2 separate regions of the Sus scrofa genome follow, and region 1 is linked to region 2. A link is a contact called in public HiChIP or PLAC-seq data. All regions are on one chromosome and are shown on one strand. Each heading gives the region's core, a stretch centred on a gene start, on an enhancer-like site or on the middle of the called end of the contact. The rest is flanking DNA. Distances are from core to core; before and after follow the strand shown.

Region 1 (7,857 bases), core at 2,173-4,672, 180 kb before region 2:
GAAGTCATTTTTGTAGATGGTTTTTCTCTTTTATTATTGTGGAAGATCCTAGAACAAAATTTATTGTTTCCCTATTTATAGCACCCAGCACGGAGCCTTACAGTTACTTCATTCCCAATAAATATTCCTCATACTCCAACACACCCGCAAGAACACACTCCAGGAGTTCCTGTTGTGGTGCAGTGGAAACAAATCCAACGAGTACCCATGAGGATGCAGGTTCGATCCCTGGCCTCACTCAGTGGGTCGGGGGATCCAACGTTGCCATGAGCCGTGGTGTAGGTTGCAGATGCAGCTCGAATTCTGCATTGCTACGGCTGTGGTATAGGCTGGCAGCTGTAGCTCTGATTTGACCCCTGGCCTGGGAACTCCATATGCCATGGGGGTGGCCCTAAAATAAACAAACAAACAAAAGAACATACTCCAACGTGATTGTTGGTGCCATCTTTCAGCACCAACAAAAGCAAAAGTCCCAGGGCTGGGTCATTGTCCGAGTCAGCAGGAAAACAGCCTCTTGAATATCATTGCCTTGCAGCTTGAGAGAATTCCGAGAGCTCAGCAAATGCCACAACCATGCTGGCAGCAGCCTCTGCAGATGCAAACTTTGACACTGAGATGCAATCCTGGTCTTGGGAACAATCTGGCTCAGTTTCTAGAGAGATGAGCATCCTAATAAAGGAAAAAAGAGGAAATAAAAAGAGGAGCAGATACATTCTAGAATTAAAAACAGGCACACACTACACATCAGCAATGACTTCTAGAAGCATGAAACATGATAAGTACTGCCTGCAAATTGCTAAGGAACAGAACAAATATAATTTTATGGATTTTCACTTTGCAATAGCAGGATATAGAAAGCATGAAAGTTAGCATTTTTTTTTTTTTTTTTTTTTTTTTTTTTTTTTTTTGGCCATGCCCATGTAGTGTGGAAGTTCCCAGGCCAAGGACGAACCTGCATCATGGCAGCAACCCAAGCCATTGCAGTGACAATGCTGGATCCTTAACCCATTGCACAACAAGGGAACTCTGAAAGTTAGCAGGTTTTATATCGGAAACTCTAATTAGGGAACTTTTGTTTTCTAGTCCCTCCCCGTCAGGGGTGGGGGAACCTGTACCAGAATTTTTATGTAATCAGGGCTTCATGTAAAAAGCATTCTAAAAGAAAAACATAATTTCCTTTAAAATCACATTTCCTCCCTCAGATAACTCTAATTTTAGTTTAAAAGATGCAAATGGAGAAGGTCCAGTCTTTTATTTTATTTATTTATTTTTTTTGTCTTTTTTTGCTATTTCTTGGGCCGCTCCTGTGGCATATGGAGGTTCCCAGGCTAGGGGTCGAATCGGAGCCATAGCCACCGGCCTACACCAGAGCCACAGCAACGCGGGATCCGAGCCGCGTCTGCGACCTACACCACAGCTCATGGCAACGCTGGATCCCTAACCCACTAAGCAAGGGCAGGGACCGAACCCACAACCTCATGGTTCCTAGTCGGATTCGTTAACCACTGCGCCATGACGGGAACTCCGAATGTCTGGTCTTTTAAAAAAAAACAAGGAAGTGATATTTCTTTTCCAAAATGTAAGAATGGATCAGAAATTAAAACTTTTTTTTTTTGTCTTTTATCTTTTTAGGGGCACATGTGCGGCATATGGAGGTTCCCAGGGTGGGGGTCAAATTGGAGCTGTAGCCGCCAGCCTACACCACAGCCACAGCAACACCGGATCCCCGACCCACTGAGTGAGGCCAGGAATCAAACCTGCAACCTCATCGTTCCTAGTTGGATTCGTTTCCATTGCACCACGATGGAAACTCTGAAAAAACTTATTTTATACTGAAGTCTAAACATAGGCTGTATCAAGGACATGGCTGGTCATGGGATAGGCTAGTCCCCAAAATGAGGTGCTCTGAGATGCTGGGGCCATACCCCACACTCCCCCCACACCCCCACACCCCACGCCACACACAGGTGAGGCCCATCCAAGTAAGAGCAATAAAGTAATAGGGAGTAATTAAAGTAATGCTGAGCGGGGTTGGGGGTTGTCCAGGCAGGTGGGAGAGACCCGTGTAGACATGGCTGGGATGCACCGGCTCAGGGAGACAGTGTTAGGACTTGCGGTCCTGTCCACAGCAAGGCATGTGAAAAGGACACACATGCAGCCAGATCTCGGGGGAGGTGGAACTGCCACAGCTGAAAAGTGGCCCCTCTTTTTTTCTACCCTGTGTCCTTTTTCTTATGTCCCTCAAATCTAGGTATGAATTAAACACGGTCTGTGATGACACTAGACTCCAAACTCCTCAATTCCTAAGAAGAGAACCAGTTTGTCTCTCCCAGGAACACACACCTGCAGTCTGCCCAGGGCGGTTATTTTTGAGTCACTCTCCAGTTGGCTGTGGCTGACCTGGGCACAGAGCCCATACAGCTGCAGCCGGGCTCGGGGCAGGTAAGTTCCCCAAACCTGAGTGACCCCTACAGCTTCAGGAAGTTCGATCTCAGAGGAACAAAGGGACAAATACAGCATGGATTTGGGCACGAGGGAACAATGCAGGGAGCCAGCAAGTAAAACTAGGACACAAGAGGGAGGCTTAATTACAGGAAAAAGCAGTCGGCGAGGGTGGGGCACACAGAGAGGGCAGGACTGGGAATACCACTGGACAGTCACCTCTTGCGGAAACCCAGCCCCAGAGCCCTGCAGAGGGTAGCAAATCAGTAAAGATTGTCTGGCTGTTTAATTATCTCAGCAGCTTATTTCGCTAAGCCAGGTCTGCCTCTGCCTTTAAGGAGGCAGCCTCCTGCATCCGAATCACGTGGGGAGCGTGTTTAAAACACAGATACCAGGCTCCAAAAGAGCCAGAAGGAATCCTGAGCTCTTGGTTTGGGCCCGGGACTCTGCCACCCTGTGGGCTGCTCTGCTGTGGATGTGAGCCAATCTTGATCTACTGAGAGACGGTTGCATCCTGGATTCCGTTTGTCGGGCACTTCAAGTTCAAATGAATTCTTCTCTGGTTGAACAAAATGACCCATCTTCATATAAAGGCACCTGGCATGGATGGTCCACTGTTTAGGGAGATTGATCCATGGCAGAGGTTATCTCGCTCCCTGCCCGCACCCTGAACCGGTTTACCCAGACTCTGTCTTGCACACGGGCCCCAGGTGCAGGGCTGGCAGTCCCAGTTTCTGCCATAATCCCAACCGCAGGCTCTCAGCCCCACCCTCCATCTCTGTGGCTGGTAATTAGGTCCTCGTTTCCAGACCTGACATCTTGGGCCCAACCAGCCCTGTTCCTAATTGTTCCCTGAACGTGCCTGGAGCCAGAGCCGGAAGTGAGCGCTGTGGCTCTGCCAACCTCCAAGTCCCAGCACCCTGGGCTCACCCTGTGGGTCCAGACCACAGGAATGGAAGTGGCCTTCATTTCCCCTTACTAGTTTCTTTTCCTCATTCAGATGCAAATATTTATTGAGCAACCCCTGTATACCAGGCACTGAGTAACCAAAGAGAGAGAGTCCTTGGAATCTCAAGAGTCTCCAATTCTCTAAAACAGTAGTGGTTGGGATTGTTTTTTTCAATTTTCTGTTTTTCATTTTGATGATAATCTTTTTTTAAGAAATTAATAGCCTGCCATATGATTTAGTGTATATTATTTATATTTGTGAATACATTCTTGTCACGTGAACAATGAAGGATCCGACATAATTTGAATCAGTAGTAGCGTGCCAAGTGTTTTGATGTGCAAACTGAAAGCCGCCTTGTAGTAGCCAGAACCACGTTCTCATTCTGTTCTTCGGTTCTATTTTGCACTCTGCTGGCTGGCAGAAGTTCGTTTATTGTGACTGTAGCAGAGAGTGAACAACGGAGGACTTTTCCGTTCCTCCCGGTGGCAGTAATGCATCGAGACACTCACTCAATGCCCATTTCCAGGATGTGGCAGTGCTAACCTTACTTGTGAATGAACGAGACAGTTCCACAGAGGTAGCAAGTGGCATTTCATTAGAATTGGCCCTCCAGGAATGCTTAAGGGTAGAAGTTTAATTAACTATGAGGTCTAATTCTACATGAGCAGATAAGGCCAGGGCATCCTCTGCTTTAGCAGTGAACCCCAAGGCCAAAGCAAATGGAGACCTGGACTTGAGACCACATCCTCCCTTTATAAACCCACCCCAACCGACTCGTTTCAGAACAACCGATTGTTAAATCAAACGACCGTGGCTTATGAATCATACTGATTTTGCAGATTCTTGGGCTTCATTCAGACGTGGACTCTGTTTTTATGATAACGGGCCAAGGGATAGCTAGTACCTGCGGAGAGCTTACTGCCTGCCAGGCCCTGAGCTAAGCTCTTTCCATTGATTCGTTCATTTAATCCTCACCAGAACCCAGATAGGTGCTATTAGGTGCATTTCCCAGCAAGTTAGCTGAGGCGCAGCAACAGTAACTTCCTAAGGTTACATACCAAGGAGGTGGTGGCTCTAGGATGGGAACTAAAGTGGCCCTGGCCCCAGAGCCTGTGTGCTGAACTGCAGCACTGTACTGTTTTATAATTTTACTGTTATGTGTGTATGATGGGACTGGCACAGCATGGTATATACTGTCGACTCTTGAACAACACAGGGGTTGGGGCACCGACCCCCTGCGGAGTTGACAATCCACTTAAAACTGTGCAGTCGGCCCTCCACAGATTCAACCAGCCTCCCATCGCATAGAACGGAGGTAGGTGTTTATGGAGAAGAGCCACATAGTGGACCCGTGCAGTCCACACCCGCGTTGTTCAGCGGTCATCCATACGTATTCCAGGATGCGACAGTGCTAACCTTACATGTGGAAACAGGAATACGGAATTATATAAACACTACGTGCAGAAGTTTACATAGCTTTGTATTTTTACATACTTGGTAATTACAATAACCACCATTTAATCCAATATTCAGCTTGGATTTATTGAGGCATAACTGACATACAATATTATATTGCTTTCAGGTGGAGAACATACGGATTCGTTACATGTATGTAATGTATGCATATTGCATATATTGTGAAATGGTCACCACAATGTCTAGTGAACACAGAATTTCTTTCCTGATTTAAAAAAAACAATGTTCTGGAGTTCCCATCATGGTTCAGTGGAAATGAATCTGACTAGTATCCGTAAGGACACAGGTTCGATTCCTGGCCTCACTCAGTGGGTTAAGGATCCAGTGTTGCAGTGAGCTGTGGTGTAGATTGCAGACAAAGCACGGATCTGGCGTTGCTGTGCTTGTGGTGTAGGCCAGTGGCTACAGTTCCGATTGGACCCCTAGCCTGGGAACCTCCATATGCTGTGGGTTTGGCCCTAAAAAGACAACAACAACAAGTTCTCTGGTCGATTCAAGTGAAAGAAATTCTGGTTTAGTGGTTTCTGCTCAGGGTAGCTGGCCCCCTGCCTAAATCCCAGTGGTGACTTTGCAAGAGGAAGGGGCTCTGATACCCGCTTAGCTCTGCAAGGCTTCCTGTTCTTCCCGCCCCCCTCTCCTCACCCACCAGCCCCAGCGCCACCCCTGGGAGGTCCCGCTATGCACAGACCCTTGAACGCATTCATTTCTCCTGACTCTTAAACATTCCCAGTGCTTAGACTCCTGTGAAGGATTCTGCTGTTAGGTCAGATCTGCCGGTACAGATGGAAGCTGGAGTCACGGATGACTTTACAGTCTTTGAACTCAGTATATTGCTGAGCCCAGCCCACCTCTGCCCCACACTCACGATCTGCAGTCCAGATGCTTCTCCTCTGGCTCAGTCGAAGCTTCAACAGTATATGTCACTTTAGTCCCAAAGTCCCCAGGTCACCAGGGTATTATTACAGAAGTGAATTACACTATTAAAACTGCATCTCAAGGAAGTCGGGAAGATTCAGCAAGAAATGCTTCTGTTCTGCCCGAGGGCCCACGAATAACCATGCTCCCTCTTTGCAATCACAGAAGATGTGACGTATAGTTACAAGTTAATGAAACTGGAGTTCCTGTCGTGGCACAGAGGAATTGAATCCGACTAGGAACCATGAGGTTGCAGGTTCGATCCCTGGCCTCGATCAGTAGGTTAAGGATCCCGTGTTGCCGTGAGCTGTGGTGTAGCCTGCAGACTCTACTTGGATCTGGTGTTGCTGTGGCTGTGGTGTAGGCCGGTGGCTACAGCTCCCATTAGACCCCTGGCCTGGGAACCTCCATATGCTGTGGATGCGGCCCTCAAAAGACAAAAGGCCAAAAAAAAAAAAAAGTTAATGAAACTGATTTTTGCATATGACCTGGGACTGATGGAATTACGGAGCTGAGAGGGTCCTCAGAGTGAGATCATTCGGTTACAAGTTATATACTTGTTTACAAATGTAAGAACTTTTACTAGCAGCCATGGATTCAAGTTTAAGAATTGAAGCTTGGTGATCTCGATGCACTTGGATAGAGTCCTGTCCCTTGTCCAATCCCCAACTTCCTGCGTGATGAGAACTGGGCACAGTAACAGCCAAGTGCCTTCCCAGCCCCTGGGCCCCGGGTCCCTGTGATGGTCCAATGGCCCACCTTCCTGATGGTGGCACAAGAGGTAGCTCCCCAGCAGGCTGGTTTGGAAGTGTACTCCAGAAGCAATTCCTGCAGCCTGGAGCCTGCCGCTTTAGCCTTGCATTGATTTTTATGTTCCTATTTCCATGCATCAAATTCCATTTCTGCTTCAAATGCTCAGAGTGCTTCTTGTTTCCCAACAAGCGCTCTGCCTCAGACATTTGCACTGATTCATGTAACATTAACAGTGCTGTGAGAGAAGTTCTATTATCCCCTGTTTACCACCCGAGGAAACTGAGGCATAAGGAGGCTCATTAACTTCGCAAGCGCCAGAGCCGGGTTTTTGACCCCATCGAGCTCCACAGCCCACGCTCCAGAGGCTGCACTGTCTGCCTCCTCCACGTGCTACTTTAAGTAGCAGGAATTAATGGTGCCTCACTGGACTTAGACTTAATTTCCTGACCTGATGTTATTGCACTCATGATTCAAATTCCCAGAAGAGTCTGATCGGCTCAGTTGGGTTACAGATCCCGCCTCCCACCACCCTTAATTGACAGTTCTATCAAGACTGTGGCGGGGTGGGGGGAGTAGGGTAGTTCCCCCAGAAGAGAAGCTGGCGGCCTTTTCCCGAAGACAGGGGGAAAGAAGCTGGTCACGCCAGAACCACAGGTGTCCACTGCAAGTGCCAAAATGACCTGACTCTGGCCATTATCCAAAATTATGGGAAAATGGACAAATGAAAAATGTCCAGGCAATAAGGGAAAACCTGCCTTTGTTCCAGTCCTTAAAGAGTCCCCCATAGGGACCTTGAAGACTGCTCATGACATGTGAAAACTTTTGGAAAATATCATAGGCGTTGCCTCAAAGCTGCGAGGGAAGGAAGCCAGACATTCTGGAAGGCGCGATGGAAGGGAGAAGACACAAGGCAGGTGACGCTTGGGTACAGCCGTCAGTCTGCCTCACACTCCCATGCACATCGGCGAGGATTTCACGGGGGCCCTGATTGAAGACCTCCAGAGCTTGGTGGGGACACTTCACCCACTGGCATGGCAACTAGCTGGGGACATCCTCGCACTAGAATTGAAAAGGATTTCAAGGTGCCCTGAAGCAGCCCGCTTGACAGGTGATGCTTCCATTTGCGATTCAGAACGGAATTGAGAATTCTATCTGGAAAAATGTTTCCTATCAAAAAGCTCTTCATGACTCCCCAAGATGTCAGAGTAAGGCCCACTCAGCTGGAATAAGCACTCACCGCAGAGGCTTAGGGACTTGCAGAAAATTCCAGAAGCTGGAGCTCCATCCTAAAACTGGGACTAGGCTGAGGGGAGAGAGGGGCC
Region 2 (7,716 bases), core at 4,014-6,513:
CATGCTTAAAAAACCTTAGTACTTCTTGAACAGTTCCTGTTACTTAATATCTTTCTGTAACATAATTTGCAGTGGCTGTAAAGTGGTTATTCAGCTTTACTGTAATTCTGGGTTTTTTAAAATCACCGTTTTCTCAAGTTCTTTCTATTGTATTTATGTTTTTGTGAGAGTGGGGAGGTGTTTACTAACCATAGCACTAGAACTGGTTCTTCTGAATGTCCTGGACAATTTTTGGGGACCTTCAGTGCTCTAGGGCATCGCACAGGGCAGCACAATGACCACAACACTAACTCCCTGGAAGGGCAGCCCTTCTTCTGGGAGGCAGTGAGCTGGTGAGACACTAGTGTGGACGGAACCCAGCTCCCTCTGTGTACACTGGAGGAGCCTCCTGCCCCAGGGGGTGGAGGTTTCCCTCTTGAGGGGGGTAGGCGATAAACTTTTGAGAACCTCAAGTCAACACAGCTCCTGGAGTCCCTGGAAGTAGCCACCCCCCTTCCCCCTTCTTAGAGACCTTTGAGACTGACTAGGCTATTCAGCCAGCTCCATTTGGACCCTTTTAAGTGTTCACTGGGGTTCCTACCTCACACCCTTTACCCCCCTTAATACAAAGGTCTTGTCTAACTTTTTTTTTTTTTGAATTAAATAACCCTCTCTGGAGGCAGAATTGTAATAGGAAAGGAACTAGGTAACTGATGCCTTTCCCTAAGCACAACTGCCCCATAGTGGGCTCTCTTGAACATGGAAAAGGTAATGTGTGATCCTGATGGCGCGAAGCCCAGCGTGAATCAGACCAACTAGTACCAAAGCTAGATGGTGGGACATGGAGGGAAATAATGTCTTTTTTTGCTTATTCGCTCCCTCTACCCTCAGCTTCCAGGCCTGTCCCTGGCCTCAAGCCCCCAGCTCTTGGAGCCTGGCCACGCTTTCTGAAGGGAAAAGAGAGGTTAAGCATATTTTGTTTGAGGGTTGACTGCTGCTTCTAACACAACAAAGAAAAGAAAGATACAAAAATTCATTTCCTTATAAAAATATCCTCATCTCCCTTTGCTCTTAGAATGGCCCTGCCCATTGTGACGTTAGTTAAGATTCCATCTGCACACTCTTCTGGGACCACTTTCGATTTCTCTTGGCTTCTGTGTTGGAAATGCAGGGAAACACGTCTGGTTCATGAAATTGTTTATTCACTGTTTGAGCCTTTGAGAGGGCTCAAGTGAGGAGATGGCTGAATAGCCTGGGTCAGTCTCAGAAGTTTCCAGAAGCTAGAGGGAGAGAAGGGTCTACCTCCGGGGGCGCCCAGGAGCTGGATCCATTTGAGGTTCTCGAATAATTCTTGTGAGGAAGCTAAGTGGGAAGGAGAATGGGATCAGTGACTGTAGGTTTTGTTTTGTTTTTGCTTTTTAGGGCTGTACCCACGGCATATGGAAGTTCCCAGGCTGGGGTCAAATTGGAGCTGCAGCTGCCAGCCTACACCATCGCCATGGCAACATGGGATCCAAGCCGCGTCTGCGACCTACACCACAGCTCACAGCAAGGCCAGATCCCTAACCCACAGGGCGAGGCCAGGGATGGAACACACATCCTCATGGATACTAGTCAGAGTCATTTCCCCTGTGCCACAATGGGAACTTCAATAACCATAAATTTTTGTTAAAGCTAGTTTCATTCTGTGTAGGATGCCTCTGTGGTGCTGATATAAATTCAGAGCTTGTTTCCCAATGAACAAGTTTGTTGGGTTAATCAGCCTTAGGCTTGGGTTGATAGGAAAACCCCAAACTCTGCTCTTTAAACCTCACCCCCTTCCACTTTCATTTCAGAGAAAAATATAAACTATGCTTGCTAGTAGCCTCTTCTCACTCCACTCACATATGGAGTCCACAGACTCTCAGTAATTTGCTTGTCAGAGAGGAGACCACCACAGGTTTATGGATCCAGCTTAACATTTCAAAGGTGTTTCGCTGTTGATCTAAGAAAGAGCTTTTGAGGTATAGAAGTGACAGTGTAATTCTTGATTGCTCCATAGCAGGGGTCTGCACACTGTAGACCTGCTGTCGATAAAGCTTTCCTGGAACACAGCCATGTACATTTGATTACTTTTCATCTGTGGGAACTTTCTTACTACAAATTGCAGGTGTGAGTAGTTGCAGCAGAGTCTGCAAAGCCTGCAGAGCCTCAAATAGTTACCATCTGGCCCTTCACAGAAAAAATCGCTGACCTCCGCTCTAGTGAATTCTGTTTGTTTCACAGACTTTTTCTGTTTTATAGAAGAAATATTCTAGGGTGGATGATGGGAGCAGGTTTCTTCTGAAGTTTCTGGTTTTGGCAAGTGCTGCTCTCAAGGCAGTGATGCAGTTGTGAACACACATGCTGGGTCTCTCAGGGGCGTCTCGGAGCTGCCGTGCTTCCCTGGGGGGCGGGAGAGGGGTGGGAGACCGTGTAGACCTGTCACCTGTGTGCAGCCACCTCAACAACAGGCTTGAGACACCATCCCTGCCGTCGGGAATGGCTGTGAGATTGACTAGTTCTCGCGGGGAGGGTCAGTGGGAGGGCGACGGGACTGCAGTGGGTGACTGTGGCTGTGTGCTGTGCCTCCAGTGGTGCTGAGGAGGGAAAATGCTCCAAGGACAGCCTCGTTGATGGTCATCTGGAGGCAGGTTTCCACACTTGTTGGCTTAAGTCTTTCCAGGCGGCAGGAATTCTCCAAGTTCATTATCATGACAGACACGTGGGCTAGCCTGGGGAAATTTGGAGAGCTAAATAAATCTAAATTTTTTTATTTTTCTTATTTAGCCACCCCACGGCATATGGAGGTCCCAGGCCGGGGATCAGATTTGGGTTGCCACAGCTGCAGCAGTGCTGGATCCTTAACCCACAGTGCCAGGCTGGGGATTGAACCTGTGTCCCAGCACACCAAAGATGCCAGTGATCCCATTGCATCATAGCAGGAACTCCCAGATCTAAAATTTTATAACCCACCAGGAAGGTGTAGTTTATGGGGGGTGATTTCTTTCTTTCTTTTTTCTTGTCTTTTTAGGGCAACACCCACAGCGTATGGAAGTTCTCAGGCTGAGGGTTGAATTAGAGCTATAGCTGCCGGCCTACGCCACAGCCACAGCAACACCAGAACTTAAACCACAGCTCACAGCAACTCTGGATCCTTAACCCACTCAGCCAAGCCAGGGATGGAACCCGTATCCTCATGGATACTAGTCAGGTTCATTACCGCTGAGCCACGACAGAAACTCCTAGGGGGTGATTTCTGATTAGCGACTTTGGTTTACTAAATTTTAGACATGTTATAACCTTTTATCTCAAACCAACGGTTGTGCTATCATTTAATTTCTTTCTCCCCACCGGTAAATAAATGCCATGGCAAGTTCCAGTAGCAGGTGACATTTTCTATAGTGCTGTAAAGATCACGTCTCTTCATGCATTTGAATGTGCTGTTTATGTTACATGAAGTAAAAAGCTTCTGTAATTTATGTTTGAGCTGTTATTTCTTCTGTTGAAAACACAAATTTCAGGTGAGTAGATTTTAAGGATCTAGTTGTTATTATTGAATGATTCATGAATTGGGCAGCATCTCATCTAGCAAGTAGAGGGGGAACTCCATGGGGCTGCAGAAAGGGAGAGGTTTTCAGAATTCCCGTTGTGGCTCAGCAGGTAAAGAATCTGACTCGTATCCATGAGGAGGCAGGTTCAATCCCTGGCCTCGCTCAGTGGGTTAAGGATCCGTTGTTGCCGTGAGCTATGGTGTAGGTCGCAGACGAGGCTTGGATCCTGAGTGGCTGTGGCCGTAGTGTAGGCCGGCAGCTATAGCTCCAATTTGACCCATAACCTGGGACCTTCCATGTGCCGCATGTGCAGCCCTAAAAAGAAAAACAAAACAAAAAAACAGAGGTTTTCAAAGGGAGGACAAGGAAGACAAAACAGACAAACAGAAAGATGATTTCTAGTATATTCTGTCTTCCCCAGTGGACGGAATTTCTCCAGTGGAGTGTTTCTAGGTCCCCTCATGTAAACCACCCTGTGAGGGGAGAGGTGAGTGTCCTCCCTTTAGGTAAGAAAACAGAAGGTCGGAGGGTTAAGCTGCCCTTGGTCATACAGCGAGGGAGTGCGCTATAGGGGACAGAAGGGGTCCATGTGGCAGGTTACCTCATCTTCCTTGGGGGAAATGGAAAGAAGGACCTCTCACTAGAAAGTTCCACACTGACAGGTTAGGATTGCATTCCTGGGGAAGGTTGTAACAGCAGATTGGTTAGGTATTAAGTCTTGGTTTTAGCACAAGTGTCTCCATTTTGGGACTGCCATTTTTTCTTTCTAACACTTCTTTTTCTTTCTTTTTAGGGCCGAACACACGGCACATGGAAGTTCCCTGGCAAGGAGTCGAGTCGGAGCTGTGGCCACCGGCCTGCACCACAGCCACAGCAATGCCAGGGCCACGCTGCATCTGCGACCCACACCACAACTCACGGCAACGCCGGATCCTTAACCCTGGAGGAGCCAGGGATTGGACCTGTGTCCTCATGGATACTGGTCAGCTTCGTTTCCCCTGGCCCACGACGGGAACTCCCTTTTTTAATGCTTCTGATAGAATTATGGTGTTTCATTTATTTTGAAACAATCAGTACTTAGTAAAGTGTAAGAAGTTAATTTGTGTTCACTGTACGGAAGTGGATGGAGTGGAAAATGCAAGTCTTCCCACCGCTAAACCCAACCCCCCCATCCACTATCCAGATTTAAAATATGAAATTCTTTTTTTTTTTTTTTTTTTTTTTCTGGCTGTGCCCAAGCCATGGGGAAATCCCCAGGCTGGGGATCAAACTGTCCCACGGTGACACGAGCCACAGCGGTGACACGAGCCACAGCAGTGACAACACTGCGTCCTCAACTGCCTGGCCGTCAGGGAATTCCTAAAATACAAAATCTTGGCCACGTGTTCTCTGCGATGATTCGACTGGTTTAGAATTTTCAGCTTCCTGCTTCCCAAGCCGGCTTGGTGTCTAGCATCTCAGGGTGGCCCGCACCTTGTGAGAATTACTGAGTCCTTCTGCCTGGGGTGGGTGAGGGGCAGGGAGCGCAAGCCCCGCGGGGAGAATGAAGACCCAAACGTTGCCCTGTTTGGTCATGTCACATGGTTGAGGTGGCATCCTCGGGCGGTCAGAAGACCAGGGTTGGGAAGCATGTGAGTTGACCCTGGGCTCTGGCTCTCTCCCCTCACCCTTTGACCTGGGACCGCTTGATCCTCTGACCTTCAGTTTTCGTGCCTGTAAAGGGAGGACGCTCACCTCTCCCACACAGGGTGGTTGCAAAGTTTGCATGAGGACACAGCAGTTCTCTGTTGCAGAAATTCAGTCCATTGGGGAAGACAGAATACAGGTTTTATGATGCAAGTGAAGTTGATGCCAGCAGTTAATTGCACAACACGCTGTGTAACGGGGGCAAGAGCAGGGAAGTGGTGTCTGAGCAGGATCCCTGAGGCGGAGTGAGAGTTGGCAAGGGGATCTGGAAGGGCTGGAGGCCTGAGGGTCAAGGACCCACCAGATCAGCGTTCGGCTTTGTGCAGGGAACCTGAGGCCTCACTTTCAGCCAGGTCTCTTGAGCCTCCTTCCAGCCTCTGCCCCTTTGCACGTGCTGGTCCCTCTGCCTAGAAAGCCTTTCTCCTGTTGCCTTCCTGGCAACCACACCACCCTTGAGGCCTCAGCTTCAGTGCCATTTTCTCAGTAAAGTCTTCCCAGGCCACGTTTCCCCACCTCCTATTTCGTCGCTCTGTCCTGGGGTTTTTCTTTTTTTAGTTTTTTAGTCTCTCCATTCTTATAAGAGGCTTCCCTTCCCTTTCCTTTCCTGTCATTTCCACCTTACAATTATGAAGTCATCTTGTGAGCTCTGAGCCAGCTCTGCTTTCCACTCTCTGTCCCATTTCGAATCCAGCATGTGACCCATAAATGCTGAGTGAGTGAATGAGTGCGACTGAATGAATTTCCTGCTCCCCAGTCAGGACCCCAGCTTACCTTTCCAGCCTAATCTCCACACGGCCGCTCTGTAGTAGTTTCCTGTGGCTGCCCTAGCAAATTCCCACGGGAGTTCCCCTCTTGGCTCAGCAGTTAACAAATCTGACTAGGAGCCCTGAGGTTGCGGGTTTGATCCCTGGCCTCGCTCCGTGCGGTAAGGATCCAGCGTTGCCGTGAGCTGTGGTATAGGTTGCAGATGCAGCTCGGATCCCACATGGCTGTGGTGTAGGCCAGTAGCTGAAGCTCCAATTCGACCCCTAGCCTGGAAACTTCCATATGAAGCAGGTACAGCCCTAAAAAGCAAAAAGAAAAAAAGAAAAAGAAATTGCCACAAACTCGGTGACTTAAAACCACAGAGTCATCCTCTCGCATTCCCAAGGCCAGACACTTGAAATCAAGCTCTTGGCTGGACCGTGCTCCCTCTGGAGGCTCTCGGAGAAAGCCTTCCTGCCTCTTCCAGCTTTTGTGACTCCAGGTGGCCCTGGCTTGTGGCTGCATCTCTGCAGTCTCTGCCTCCGCCTTCTCCTCTGTGTGTGGATTGCTATTCTTCTGTCTCTTATAAGGACACTTGCCATTGGATTTAGGGCCCCCACCTGCAGAGACCCCTTTTCCAAATGACCTGCATGCACAGGTTCCAGAGGTTCCAGAGGTGAGGATGCAGGCATACATTTTTGGCAGCATTTCATGCTCCTCGAACCCTTTTCCTCGGCTCAGCATCTCTTAACCAGCACACTCTCCCGCATCCTCTCTGTGTGCCATCATCAGGCCTCTTCCTCCTCTTTCCGTGAACACTGAAAATCTCCCATGGGTCCTCCTGCCCTCTCCCTCCCCGGGAACGGAAGCCTCCAGGCTGCTCACGGTGTGGTTTGCTCGCCTCCTGCGGGAGCTCTTTCCTCTGCCTGCCCTGGGTCCTCTCCTCCCGGACACCTTGTGGGACTGGATGCCGGAGCTGGTGTTCTGGCTTTCTCGTACTCCCTGTTGTGCCAGGGGTGTTAGTGGAGAATCAGGGAAGACTTGTGGATGAGACTAATTGCCTGCAAAATGGGGTCAGAGTTATATTATCAAAATAGGGGCCAATTGTGACCATGCAGCCTTACTTTCTGCTGTAAGCTGTATGTGTGCGTATAGTCAGGGGGTTTACGTTTGGGGAGTGGGCAGGGAGGAGGGGTTAACGCCACCAACCTTTTGGAATCAATGGGGATTTAAGGAGTAGTGGCCAAGCTAGGAACATGCAGGGCCTGCAATCAGCCGACAGCACTGACTGCACTCCAGACTGCACTGACTGGAGGCTGAGAATCAAGGTCCTGACCTTCGTCTGTCTCTCTTGGGGCCACACTGCCTCTTATCTGAACTCCGGGGAAGTGTAAATGTCACAGCAGTGATCTCCTCTTTGAAAGCTTGGGGTGCAGGTAAAACAGTCAGGGCCATTCTCAGTGGCAGGTCTCTGGGCATCTTTTCCATTCTCTCCATCTCACTGCCCACCGGCATCCCCGGCTGCCCCTCTTGGCCCCCCTGCTCCCCCATATCTCAAGCCTCCTCTGATTCCCCCAAGGCTCCAGCTCCAGCCCGACCCTGCCTGGCCTTCAGTTTGAGGGCCTGTCATCAGTCAGCCCCCTTAGCCTTGCCATGTCCCAGGATCCCAGCCCCCAGGTGGACTGATGTTCACCTTGGCCCAGTCCGCGGGGAGCAGGTGAAGGAGGAGCAGAGC

What was found. HiChIP or PLAC-seq counts read pairs in DNA pulled down with a chosen protein or histone mark.
Region 1: an H3K27ac HiChIP or PLAC-seq map of alveolar macrophages shows a contact between it and region 2. The contact joins two enhancer-like sites. A contact is called at or near these places in 1 of 47 Hi-C or Micro-C datasets (liver) and 1 of 2 datasets of contacts at active chromatin or transcription factors (alveolar macrophages).

What each region holds. Positions count from the first base shown.
Region 1 is chr18:46,276,501-46,284,357 of Sscrofa11.1, reverse strand. No RefSeq gene overlaps it. Among named protein-coding and RNA genes, the nearest start is that of NFE2L3, 30 kb to the right of the region's middle. Within about 2 kb of position 3,422, at least 11 of the 83 cell types and tissues checked have an H3K27ac peak or open chromatin away from gene starts, as enhancers often do. A contact at or near this core is called in alveolar macrophages, where this site is marked.
Region 2 is chr18:46,094,083-46,101,798 of Sscrofa11.1, reverse strand. The region is part of intron 1 of SNX10 (sorting nexin-10); the gene reads left to right. Among named protein-coding and RNA genes, the nearest start is that of SNX10, 45 kb to the left of the region's middle. Within about 2 kb of position 5,263, at least 8 of the 83 cell types and tissues checked have an H3K27ac peak or open chromatin away from gene starts, as enhancers often do. A contact at or near this core is called in alveolar macrophages, where this site is marked.